2 separate regions of the Mus musculus genome follow, and region 1 is linked to region 2. Evidence: chromatin contacts called from public Hi-C data. All regions are on one chromosome and are shown on one strand. The core of a region is the stretch at or near the end of the contact, and the rest is flanking DNA. Distances in the headings are between cores, read along the strand shown. Region 1 has its middle 27 kb from the start of Gm33849. Region 2 has its middle 60 kb from the start of Gm15326.

Region 1 (5,352 bases), core at 2,100-4,599, 290 kb after region 2:
TGTATCGGCAAGAGATAAACACTCTATGCAATCCAAGAGAATGTTATTTACATATCTTTCTTTAGGGCTGGTGAGATGGCTCAGTGGGCTTAGGCATTTGCTGTCAAGTCTGACAACCTGAGTTCAATCCCGAGAAGCCATGTGGTAGAAGGAGAAAACCAACTTTTGTACTTCTGCAAGTTGTCCTCTGACCTCCACCCGTTCTCTCTCTCTCTCTCTCTCTCTCTCTCTCTCTCTCTCTCTCTCTCTCTCTCTCTCACACACACACACACACACACACACACACATGCATACACATACACACAAACGGCATGGGGACATAATTTAAAAATAAAATCCTTTGAGTTTCTGAAGGTTCTGAAGTCTTTTGAACCTGTTCACTCTAAAAGACGGTTTTCTCTTGTGAGTACATGAAATACTCCTGCAGACTAAGGGATACTTCAAATTTTAAGAGAGAAGCTTTTTATAGAAAGCAAGATTTTCAAAGGGATAAGTGTTGGAGCAACCCATCACCAAGTAGGATGACCAAGTCACTGAGCTGTGTACCTGTGGCCCCAGCAGGCAACATTGCTAGGGCTGACTTCCAGTTCATTTTATCTTTTCACCTGCATTAAACTCTGCCTTCCTGACAATGTCACCAGCTTTTTCTGCTTTCATCACCTAGGACACAAACATCCACCCAAGAGACAAAAGCCCAGTCTCAGAGAGTTGGTGGTTTCACACCTGAAATACGTTCATTACCAGCACAAGCATTGCTCCAAGGGGAAACCACAGCTCGGCTTTGGACTCCGTGCCTCTAATTGCTGTGTGAGAGGAGCCTATGAAAGGCTGACGGGGCTGCTGGGTGCTGATGCTGCAGAATTATTCTAGTGCTCGAGACAAACTGGCAGAGGCTCCAAACCTGAACTCTGATACTTAGGAATCTGTCTTCTCTTCAAGTGTGAGATAAAATCATATTTAGAGAAAATGAGTCAGTTAACTGTGTTGAAAAGCAATGTATATGCACCTGCACCCATACACATATAGATACACATGCGTGCACACACACACACACACCACACACACATACACACCTACATAACTAATTAACTAATTATAACTATAACTAACAACTAATTAGTTGTTTAAAGAAAGAAGATACTAGCCGGATGTAGTGGCTCAGGCATGTAATTCCATCACTCAAGAAGTAAAGACAGGAAGATGAATTTGGGCCTGAGCTACAGAGGAACACTCTGTCTCAAAATATAAATAGGTAAATAGGGAGAGAGTTGCAGGGAGGGTGGGCTTATACATTTTAGTTTTGTGAATGCAAAAGCCACCGTGATGAATATGGCCAGAGCAAGATAGAGTGAAGAAGTTGGTTGTCCCGCCCCTGCCCCTGCCTGCTGCTACCCCAGACAGGGGTGGGAGGCTGGAGCTGGCTGGCCTTCTGAAGCCAACTGGAGCCAGATAAAAGGACACCAAAGAGAGAAAGGGCATCATTCCCAAGTGCCCGGTTAGCCAGCTCCTTTCAAAGCCTCTGGGCCTTCCCAGGCTCACTCTAGTGTCTGGTTTACACTCTCTGCCTCCCTTGGGAATACAGATGAATGCGGAGGAGTCAGAACCAGGACGGGGCTGCACTGTAAAAACCACCGCAGGTCAGAGATCCGGTGCCAACGGGCTGTGGTGTGGCCGAGAATAAAGGCATCCCAGCCCCCACAGCCATTTGGAGGTTCCAGAGAGCCTCTCCAAAAAGAAACTCACTGTTGCGCCCAACATTGTTAAGAAACTGATTCCAGCATCCTGGCGGATGCATATCACTTATTAGACGCCACAGTACTACCAGCCACGAGGGCCCGATGAGTCTCCAACCTCCGAGTAGTTCTAGGAGGCAAAATGAGCCTAACCCCTGCCTGACAGAAGCGAAGAGCAGTAAGTGATAGACTTTCCCTGTGTGTTCAGCTATGATCGTAGGATAAGATGAAGTGCGGAAATGTTAAAATGTAGCCTGCTGAGGGTGGCGGGGGGGCTGGTTTCCCTCTAAGGATCTCTCACAGGGTAGTGATAACTCCGCCCCTCCCCCACCAGCGCCTCCCTGTGGTTCAAACTGTTTAGAAGTTCATCTAAACTTTAGATGAAGTAAGGAAGGGCAGAGAGGGACCACATCCAGGTCTCGGGAAGCCAAGGAAGCCCCTGCGATAGAAGCACACTGGGGGGATTGGAAGACAGAGAAGAGAATGATAGCCCATGGCCGCGATGCCGCCGCATGGCTGTAGGTCCTTGTGAGTGAATCTGGGGCGATGTCACTGGATTCAGACAAGGCTTGGTGGAGAACTTAGCGTCCCGGCAGGCCACTGCAGGGCCCAAGCCACACTCTTCACACCTTGGCTGTATACTCCCCAGAGATGTGAGTGGTTAGTGTCTTGACCTTTAGGGCATCATTGCCACGCTAAAGGGATCGGCTTCCCTGCTGTTCTAAGAGTTGGATGAGAGTAATATGTCCTGAAGCTGGGGTTTCTACGTCCAGACGGCACATAAATTAAATTCATCCAACAAAACTGGAAGGGTTGGAGGCCATACATGGAATATGGGCCCTGTGGCCAGACAGATGGGAGAATTCTGTTCTGTCCCTGTGTCCTGCACCAAGCACGTAAAAGTTTCTCGCCTGGCATTACCTTCAGATGTCTAACGATGGGACCTCTCACAGGGAGAGAGAAAGGAGTGGCATACAGAGGGGTGGGGCTGAGTTACCAAAGAATGGGTTTTACACTCACAGGGGAGCAAAGGAGCTAGTCAGTCACCGACGGAACCAGCATATTCGCAGAGCTCTGGTGTGAATGTGGATTTAAACAAGAAACAATGCTTCCTGGTTCTAAAGCCATCTTTTAAGATTTTTAGTGTAATTTTGGACTCCCTATAAGAGGTCTTCGGTTGTTCACAAGGACAATCTCTGTTTTGTTTTGTTTTGTTTTGTTTTTTTCTCCACACCCTTCCCCCAATCCTCTTCAACTCTCTTCTGAGGATTTTATTTCCCTGGCTTCAGTACATCTTTATCTTTACATTTCCATTCGAAAATGACCGTGTAGCTATCATTCTCTTGGTGCCTTGGTCGAATACTCCCTGATTTAGACGTGAGAACTCCCTTCTCTGAAGCGCATCACTGAGGTGAAGGATCTGAAGCCGCTAACGGTGGTGGCGGAAGGGACATCAGGCATCTCCTTGACAAGCTTCAGTCGGCCAGAGTCCAAGATGAAGCCGAGAGAACTGAAAGAGCCTTTGGCTACCGGGGCGGGTGATGGACAGAGAGTGCTGTGAAAGGAGACTGGCCAACGGCAAAGAGGGGCCTGGTAAAGAATTGGCAAGGCTGTGTGAAGCCCCTCGGTGGAAAAGCCCGAGCTTCAGCGTGTCCGTCTGTCGCACCGTGCTAGGAGGCGAATCATTTTGGCCTGGGGAAGTTGCCTGCCAGGAAGCTACCCATCTGTGGGGGCCTTTGGGAAAGTGGATGTGTCTGGACTCCTGCCCGACCCTGTGGAAAAGGATGAGAAGAAAAGGCCCCACAGTGAGAGATCAGGCTGAGAGACGAGGAGCACCCCCGTGGCTGACACTCATGAGTCAGAGCAATGGGAAGGAGTTGGGAAACGGAGGAAAAGGATGTGGGGGTGGGAGGAGGCGGGAGGCAGCTTTGTTTCTTCAGTCTGGGTCTGTCAGGACCTGTCTCCTTCCTTGACGGATTCCCCCATTTGGCATTCTTCACCCATCCTTTGAAAACTCAAGTCTGACTTCTTCCAGGTGAGGAATCTACTCGTGGTCTCTCAGAGGAGCACACACCCTGTGAGAGAACTCTCTTCCAGAAGAAAAAAGAAAATCTGCGGTTTTGTGTGCTATGCTGACAGGGACTGAGCTACTGCCTCGGAGCCTTGGGCCTTGGTGGCCACATCAGTGTCCTCTTCTCTCTCTAGAGTCCTTGTCACAGGGTTTTGCTTCCCTCTGACCTTTGCGACGCCAGGTTTACCGTTCTGTCTTCCTTTTCTAAGTGGGCTGGCTTGTACCCATATTCCCACCAACTCCCTTCCCAAGACTGGCCAGACAAATGTCCTTCCCATTGATAACTGGCAGGGACAAAATTCATTAAAAAAAAAAAATTCTTGCTGAAGTGATAATGACTGGTAATAATTTCAGGTGATGACCCCCATCAGAAGATGATGTCCTAATCTGGTACTCCCATGCTCAGCACATATAGAAAATGATAGTAATTTTACTACATAATATGAAAAGTTAAAGCAGGAAGCAATGGGTCCTAGGAATCACTATTCCCTGATTCCCACTATTAAAAGCTGAGAGACCCAAATTTTCCAGCTTCTGAAATCTTTTCGTGAGTATCCAATTAGGAAGCTTGATTTTAATCCAGTAGCTTTAAACCGAGCTTCTGTTTGCAGCTGGGCCTCAACCTGGAAGGCTGGTGAGCCACCGACATAGCAGTTTCAGCCGTCCCTTCTCTCTTTTTCTTTCTCAGAGCACTAGATGTGTGTTTACTGAGAGAAACAATGTTGCAGATTAAAGGAGCTTGAAGGATCACTATGATCTTTTGTCCACCAAAAGCAACCAAGTAACAATAACCATAGGCATGTTGAGGACAGAAGGGCTATCTTCTACATCCCCCGCATCCATCAGCAATGCCATCTTCCACACAGGCTACACAGCCCACTCCTGCATGCATCAGTGTGCATCCTACTTCTCTGTCTAGATGGCTTTTGTTTCTTTAAAATGCCTAATCCCTGGGTAAGAGATGCTGGTGTATGTCTTTGATTGCAGCACCCAGGAGACAGAGGCAACGGCAGAACTCTGGGAGTCCCAGGAAAGCCAGAGCTACATAGTAAGACCGTCTAGGGAAATTTTCACCGGACCAGATGGATTAATATCTGGGCTTACTAATGCCTTAGCTAAGTCTAGCCCAAGCCACTAATAACTGCTCTTGTCAGTGCTACCTATTGCATTGCAGGCCAATTTATTTCTACAATCTTTGTAGAACCCATTAGATGCATGAAACATCAAAACTACTCAGAAGAAAAGGCTAAAAATTAAATGCTAAGGTATATCACAAGATTGAGGTATGACTTTACTTGTTATGATAGTATTATTTATTGCCTTGTTATATGCATTTTTATCTTACCTTATGTTTTAGAAAAGGAAAGGGAAGGGAAAAGGGAAGGGGAAGGGAGGGGAGGGAAGGGAAGGGAAGGGAAGGGAAGGAAAGGAAAAGGAAAGGGAAGGGAAGGGAAGGGAAGGGAAGGAAAAAAAAATGAGTTCTTGGAAAGTTCCATGGAAAAGATGCTCAACGGTCAATGTCACTTTGATAGGATCTGACATCACCCA
Region 2 (5,174 bases), core at 2,353-4,852:
CTGGAGAAGAGTTGGGTTCTACTAAAGGATGGAGGCACAGGGACAGGTGAGCCAGTTTGCACACAGCACAGAAAAACCTGATGGGACAAGACAGGCCTTGGCGATTCCAGAATCTACAGTTCCTAAAAAGGTCACCGTGGAAGAAAGACCACTCTACTATTCCTTCCAAAGTAGAAGAGTTCTTACCATGAGGAGAGGGATGGTAACGCTCCGAAGGTCAGGGGCCTGTTGGTTGGGTACCAGCAGACTGAACTCTGTGGGCATGGCAATATCAACAGAACTTCTGTTTGGTGTGGTGTCTCCAAGCTTCAGTGCCTAAGTACAGGACAGCCACTCCCCGGAGCCACAGATGCCATCTGGGCACAGAACAGATGGGCAACCTTCCTAATCTCCCTGCCTTCCAGGGCCTTGTAATTAACATAAAAAAGTTGGATCGAAACAGTGCTTTTGTTCAAACTTTTGGTTTTGGGGAGTGACTTTCGGCTTTGTCGTTATTGCTTAGTTTTGAAACTGTGAAATGAAAGGTCAAATATTTACAAGGAAAAAAAATTAAAAGATGAGAACAGAAGGTTGCTAAGACCCTGGAAGATCCCCCTATTTCATAAGCTGGAATCCAAATTATAACTTCTTTATCCTCTGCCCTCCAATAGCTTCAGACTGCCGTAATCGTTTCCTTGACTTTCTTATGGGATTTTACTACTAATATGGGCATTTCTAAACAAGGAAGGTGATTTCTGCTTACTCCCCTTTTGCTATAACATTTTCTGTGTTTTCTCATGTCTTACTTATTTTTTTTTCCATTCAGCATTGTGTTTGCAAGCTGTGGCACGCTAAAATTCTGGATTGATAATTTCCTTGTTGTGTGGTTCTCTGTTGTGTGATTTTTTTTTGCCACAATGCGATGTGTTGATCCACTGTGCCCTTAGCAGACATTTAGGTCACTTCTGATTTGGAGCCATTATAGACCAGTATTGTCACCAAAGATTCATAGCCATACATGCTGGGGCATATGTGTGCAGTTACTGGGGGATTGAAAGCTAGGAACAGAACCACCTAAGGAACAGAACCACCCAGGCTTACTCCTTGCTGGTTCCCCAGTGGAAAGCCCATCTTCTTCTATAAACAAAACTCCACATGAGAGGCCAGGGGCCATGGCAGCTGAGTTGCAATGTTTGGAGCAAGGTGGTATCTTTGAGTCTTCTTTATGTTGTGTGCACTCTAGTGCTTTGTTCTCATTCACATGTATCTCATTTTCTGGAGCCTACGTGCTTTTATGCTGCACTGTAGAACAATGGATTGCAGTGACTTCCCATCCCAAAGTGCAGAAGAGACCTTGGCCTCCTGGTTCTCAAGCAGCATCTTTTCTGAGGTCGATTTTAATAGAGCAACTCAAGCTTACGTTTTAAGCCGGATACTTTCTTAAGGATATTTTCATTACATAATGAAGTAGAGGATTTAAAAAAAAAATCGACAAGCTATTCCCTCAGAGGCCTGTCTGTCCTTTTTATGATTCTGAATTGGCTTGACTCAGGTCTTGGTTGGGAGCAGGGAAATTATATAAGAAGAGAGTTGAAAGTGATCGGATTAAAATATCTGACTGGCTTATGCTGGAGAGGACAAATCGAAACCTGGAGTGCTGTCCAAAGCATGCGGTGACTATCCATCCAGTATGTGACACGCTTGGATTTCAACCATCTATCTTGTGGCCATGAGACCACAGTGAAGAGGTTCAGAGGGTACTCGTGCTGTTAGGAGTTCTCTCTGCCAAAGTGGCAAAATGTCAAAATGGAGACTTTCCACATTGTTGCCCTTTGCCAGAAGCGAAGACAACTGAAGCTGGAACAGCCTGGGCAGCCGGCAGGCCAATGCATGTAATGCATATCATTAAAGATAGTTAGCACAAAGAAATGGTTGTTGTTATGCCTCGTCCAAGTTGGGCTTAGTAGCTAATTAAGTATGAGCGCCTTCTTTTCTCCCTCATGGCCATATGCAGTTTTTGAATTCTTCCGTCACTAACTGTTTTAAGGAAGAAGTTAAATGCAGAATGCATTGAGTTTGGTAGAGGGTTTAAAGGTCTGCCTTTTCCCACCAAAGCTATTTAATATCAGCTGCAGAGTGGGTGTGTATGTGTGTGGGGGAGGGCTGTGACCTCCCTTATTTTTACAACCATTGCCATGATTTCATGGTACTGGCAGCGGTCACCCAAAGGGAAGAAGTAGACTTTATTACAGTAATTATATGCCAGAATGTGGGTATTAAGACAGAAATACTTTTCTACTGATAATTAAATGTCAAAGGAAAAATGACTTTGCCCAACCAGCAGCTCTTCATTGTGTTTTTAATACACTAATGGCCTCAGTGAAGACAAGGCTATGTCCATAGGTTAGAGGTTCAGATTCTGTGTGGCCTCTGGCTTTAGTTTCAGGAATGGTAAATAGAGCAGTTGGGGAGGAGGAGTGTGTGTCAGAACAAGTTAGCGTGATCCCCTCCTTCCCCTAGAGTGTAAAGTCAGATATGTGTTTACTTGAAAAGACGTGGCCATTGGATTTGCAGATAGGTTGTGACCTCCACTGAATCACACTGCTGTTTCTGTGTTCCTGTAGTGCCAGGGATCAAACTCAGGGCCGTGTATGTACTAGGTAAGCATGACACTGCTAAGCCAAATCCCCAGACCATACTGGATCCCTTTATCACTTTTCTCTAATACGTTTTGATGCATTTGTGAATGCCGGAAGAAAAAGAATATGGCTGGAAATTTATCCATAATCATGGTGTTTTTCTGACTTATGTAAAAATGTAAAATCCTAAATAAGTTGAAGAAGGACTGGATAAGTACCAGGAGGTATAACTTTTAAAATTAGTCATATGCTCAAAAATACAAGCTTGTGGCTACTAAGTTATACTCATCAGGCATTAATTGTAGACCAGTACATGTCTGAGATGGCAAATATGATCCCTATGTCAAAAGACTGCATTATGCCACATTTGATTAACTCTGCAACTGAGTTTGGTTCAATCACCGAAACAACTTATGAGTTTCTTTGACCACCCTCAAATAGCTAAAAGGTATAATTCTTTTTAACCCTTGATTTGAAGTGGGCACTTAGTTCATTCTCTGATGTGCTGATTAGCCTGAGTGGATAAACAGAATATTTGTAGAAAGTCAGTAGCAAACATCAGAGCAGATTTGAGAGTTCAGTCTTCATCAAGTGAGAACCCTTCTTAAATTTTTGGCCAGTTGTTAAGCCATGCAGACTACTTGAAAGCGATCTTGTATTTTTCTATAGCACCCGTGTTTGATCCTGATACAAATGCTTGAGGTTGATTTTTCAGTTTGAGTTTCAGCCTATATTGTTTTCTTTTTGGTTATACAGAAGGATCTAGGTTCAGTATGTCTGGAGGTAAGTTGCTGGTGGATTCTGAAGTGGGGAATACCTTCAGGGAGCCTTGATCTGGGAAGCACTGGTCACCCCAATTCACAACAGGCTGGGGTGCTTGCTGCTGCTGCCAGCTTCATTGCTGGAAGTCCAGACTGGTCTCCAGATCATGGCACTGACTCTTCTTCTGTGTTTCCTCTGTTCTCTGCAGTGGGTTTGTCTTCAACAATGAGCTATTCATGGGCACTGAGCGAGCTACCCAGGACAGAGGCGACGGCTGCAGACCCTGCGGGCAGTTGGACATGCTCCAGTCCAGATATTCTTGGGAATGTGGAATTATTTGAATCAAAGGGAAATAAATCTTTTGCAAATGTTAATACAAATGGCTGTGGGAAGGGTTTGGTGCTAAAAGAGTAGCTGAAAATTCTTGGTGCCTACTGAGTTATTTTTTTGGCAGGGAATACTAGGTTGCTATGGGAATGATAAAGACACGATAATAGTCATATTTTAATGGTTCTTCTTACAATGTTGTACTGCGTCCTCTTCAACTGTGCTGGGATGATAAAGCTTGCTCTTTGAGTCATCTGACCACTCTTATCTTGTGTTTAGTTTCTTACTCAATTGCATTTGAACTTGAAAGCATAACTCTGAGTCTGTTCATGAATCCATTTTCTTTTTCACCAGCGCATTCAAGGTTTATATTGCCAACTGTAAGCTTCCCTTTTCATACGTTATGTTGGAATGGGTGTACCCTGGGAGATCTGAAAGTCTATATACTGTTCTGATATAATGGAAAGGGAAAACTGTATAGTACATGCCAAAGGTTAGCTGTTCCGGGCTATCTCTCCTTTGCCACACTTAGATATGTCACAGTGGGGAAGTCACTAAACTATGTCTCTGTATTTGTAAAATAGAGATAATTGCATAACTACTGTGGTGGTGTGAGCTCCTTAGACCATGTACATAAAATTCTAGCAAGGTGATCACGAGTATCTGTTTCTCAAAAACCTAAAACTCGATCTACCGTATGACCCAGCAATAATACTCCTGGGTCTTTACTCAAAAGACATCAAGTCAACATAGCAAAGATGTTTACACATCAATGTTTGCTGAAGCATTATCCTAGCAGCTAAGCTAACCAAGGAACAGAAAAAGAAAATGTGATCTACTTCTCAACAGGAGAGAAATCATGTCGGGCATTGGAAATCTAGCCCACTCGTCAAGGTGGCTGAAGTCATGGATCTTGGAGACGAACCTACAAGTTCTACTTTACTAAACTAGCATCATTCCTAACTGCATTCTAAAAGGAAAAAAAGGAATGAAAACATGTTCTATATACACACTAGAGATTGGTTAGCCATAAAAATGAATGATGTTGTATGGTGTGCAGGAAATGAATGAACCTGAGGCAATCAGATTAAGTGAATTGAGACAAACACCACGTTTCTTCTCACTTGTGAGCCCTAGATTTTATATAGTTACAGAACATCATGTATGTACATATGACACAAAAGCAGAAGTGAAAGTATCTGGGGGAACAAAGGGAAGTAATGTGAGACAGAGGGAGAAGATGCAGAGAGGAGGGGACATTACAGGAATATGTTCATTGTATAATATATACTTGTATGAAAATGTTCTCACATAGCATAGTACCATATATGATGAATATATACAATGAAAATTGAACAAGAAAATATACTCTAAATTACTCTAGGCAGGCTGAACCATAAGGGGGAAAAGCAAATTTAGCCTCCTGTGTCTTCTTCGTTCCATTAGAGTTTAACCTGTCTTTGGAAT

What was found. A called contact is a pair of places that touch in the nucleus more often than the background predicts.
Region 1: a Hi-C map of cerebellum shows a contact between it and region 2, with 1.6 times the contacts expected there. The contact joins two enhancer-like sites. A contact is called at or near these places in 2 of 484 Hi-C or Micro-C datasets (bone marrow-derived macrophages and cerebellum), 2 of 115 datasets of contacts at active chromatin or transcription factors (embryonic stem cells and oligodendrocyte precursor cells) and 1 of 9 other capture datasets (embryonic stem cells).

What each region holds. Positions count from the first base shown.
Region 1 is chr13:112,210,527-112,215,878 of GRCm38.p6, forward strand. No RefSeq gene overlaps it. Among named protein-coding and RNA genes, the nearest start is that of Gm33849, 27 kb to the left of the region's middle. Within about 2 kb of position 3,350, at least 18 of the 459 cell types and tissues checked have an H3K27ac peak or open chromatin away from gene starts, as enhancers often do. A contact at or near this core is called in cerebellum, where this site is marked.
Region 2 is chr13:111,925,214-111,930,387 of GRCm38.p6, forward strand. No RefSeq gene overlaps it. Among named protein-coding and RNA genes, the nearest start is that of Gm15326, 60 kb to the left of the region's middle. Within about 2 kb of position 3,603, at least 33 of the 459 cell types and tissues checked have an H3K27ac peak or open chromatin away from gene starts, as enhancers often do. A contact at or near this core is called in cerebellum, where this site is marked.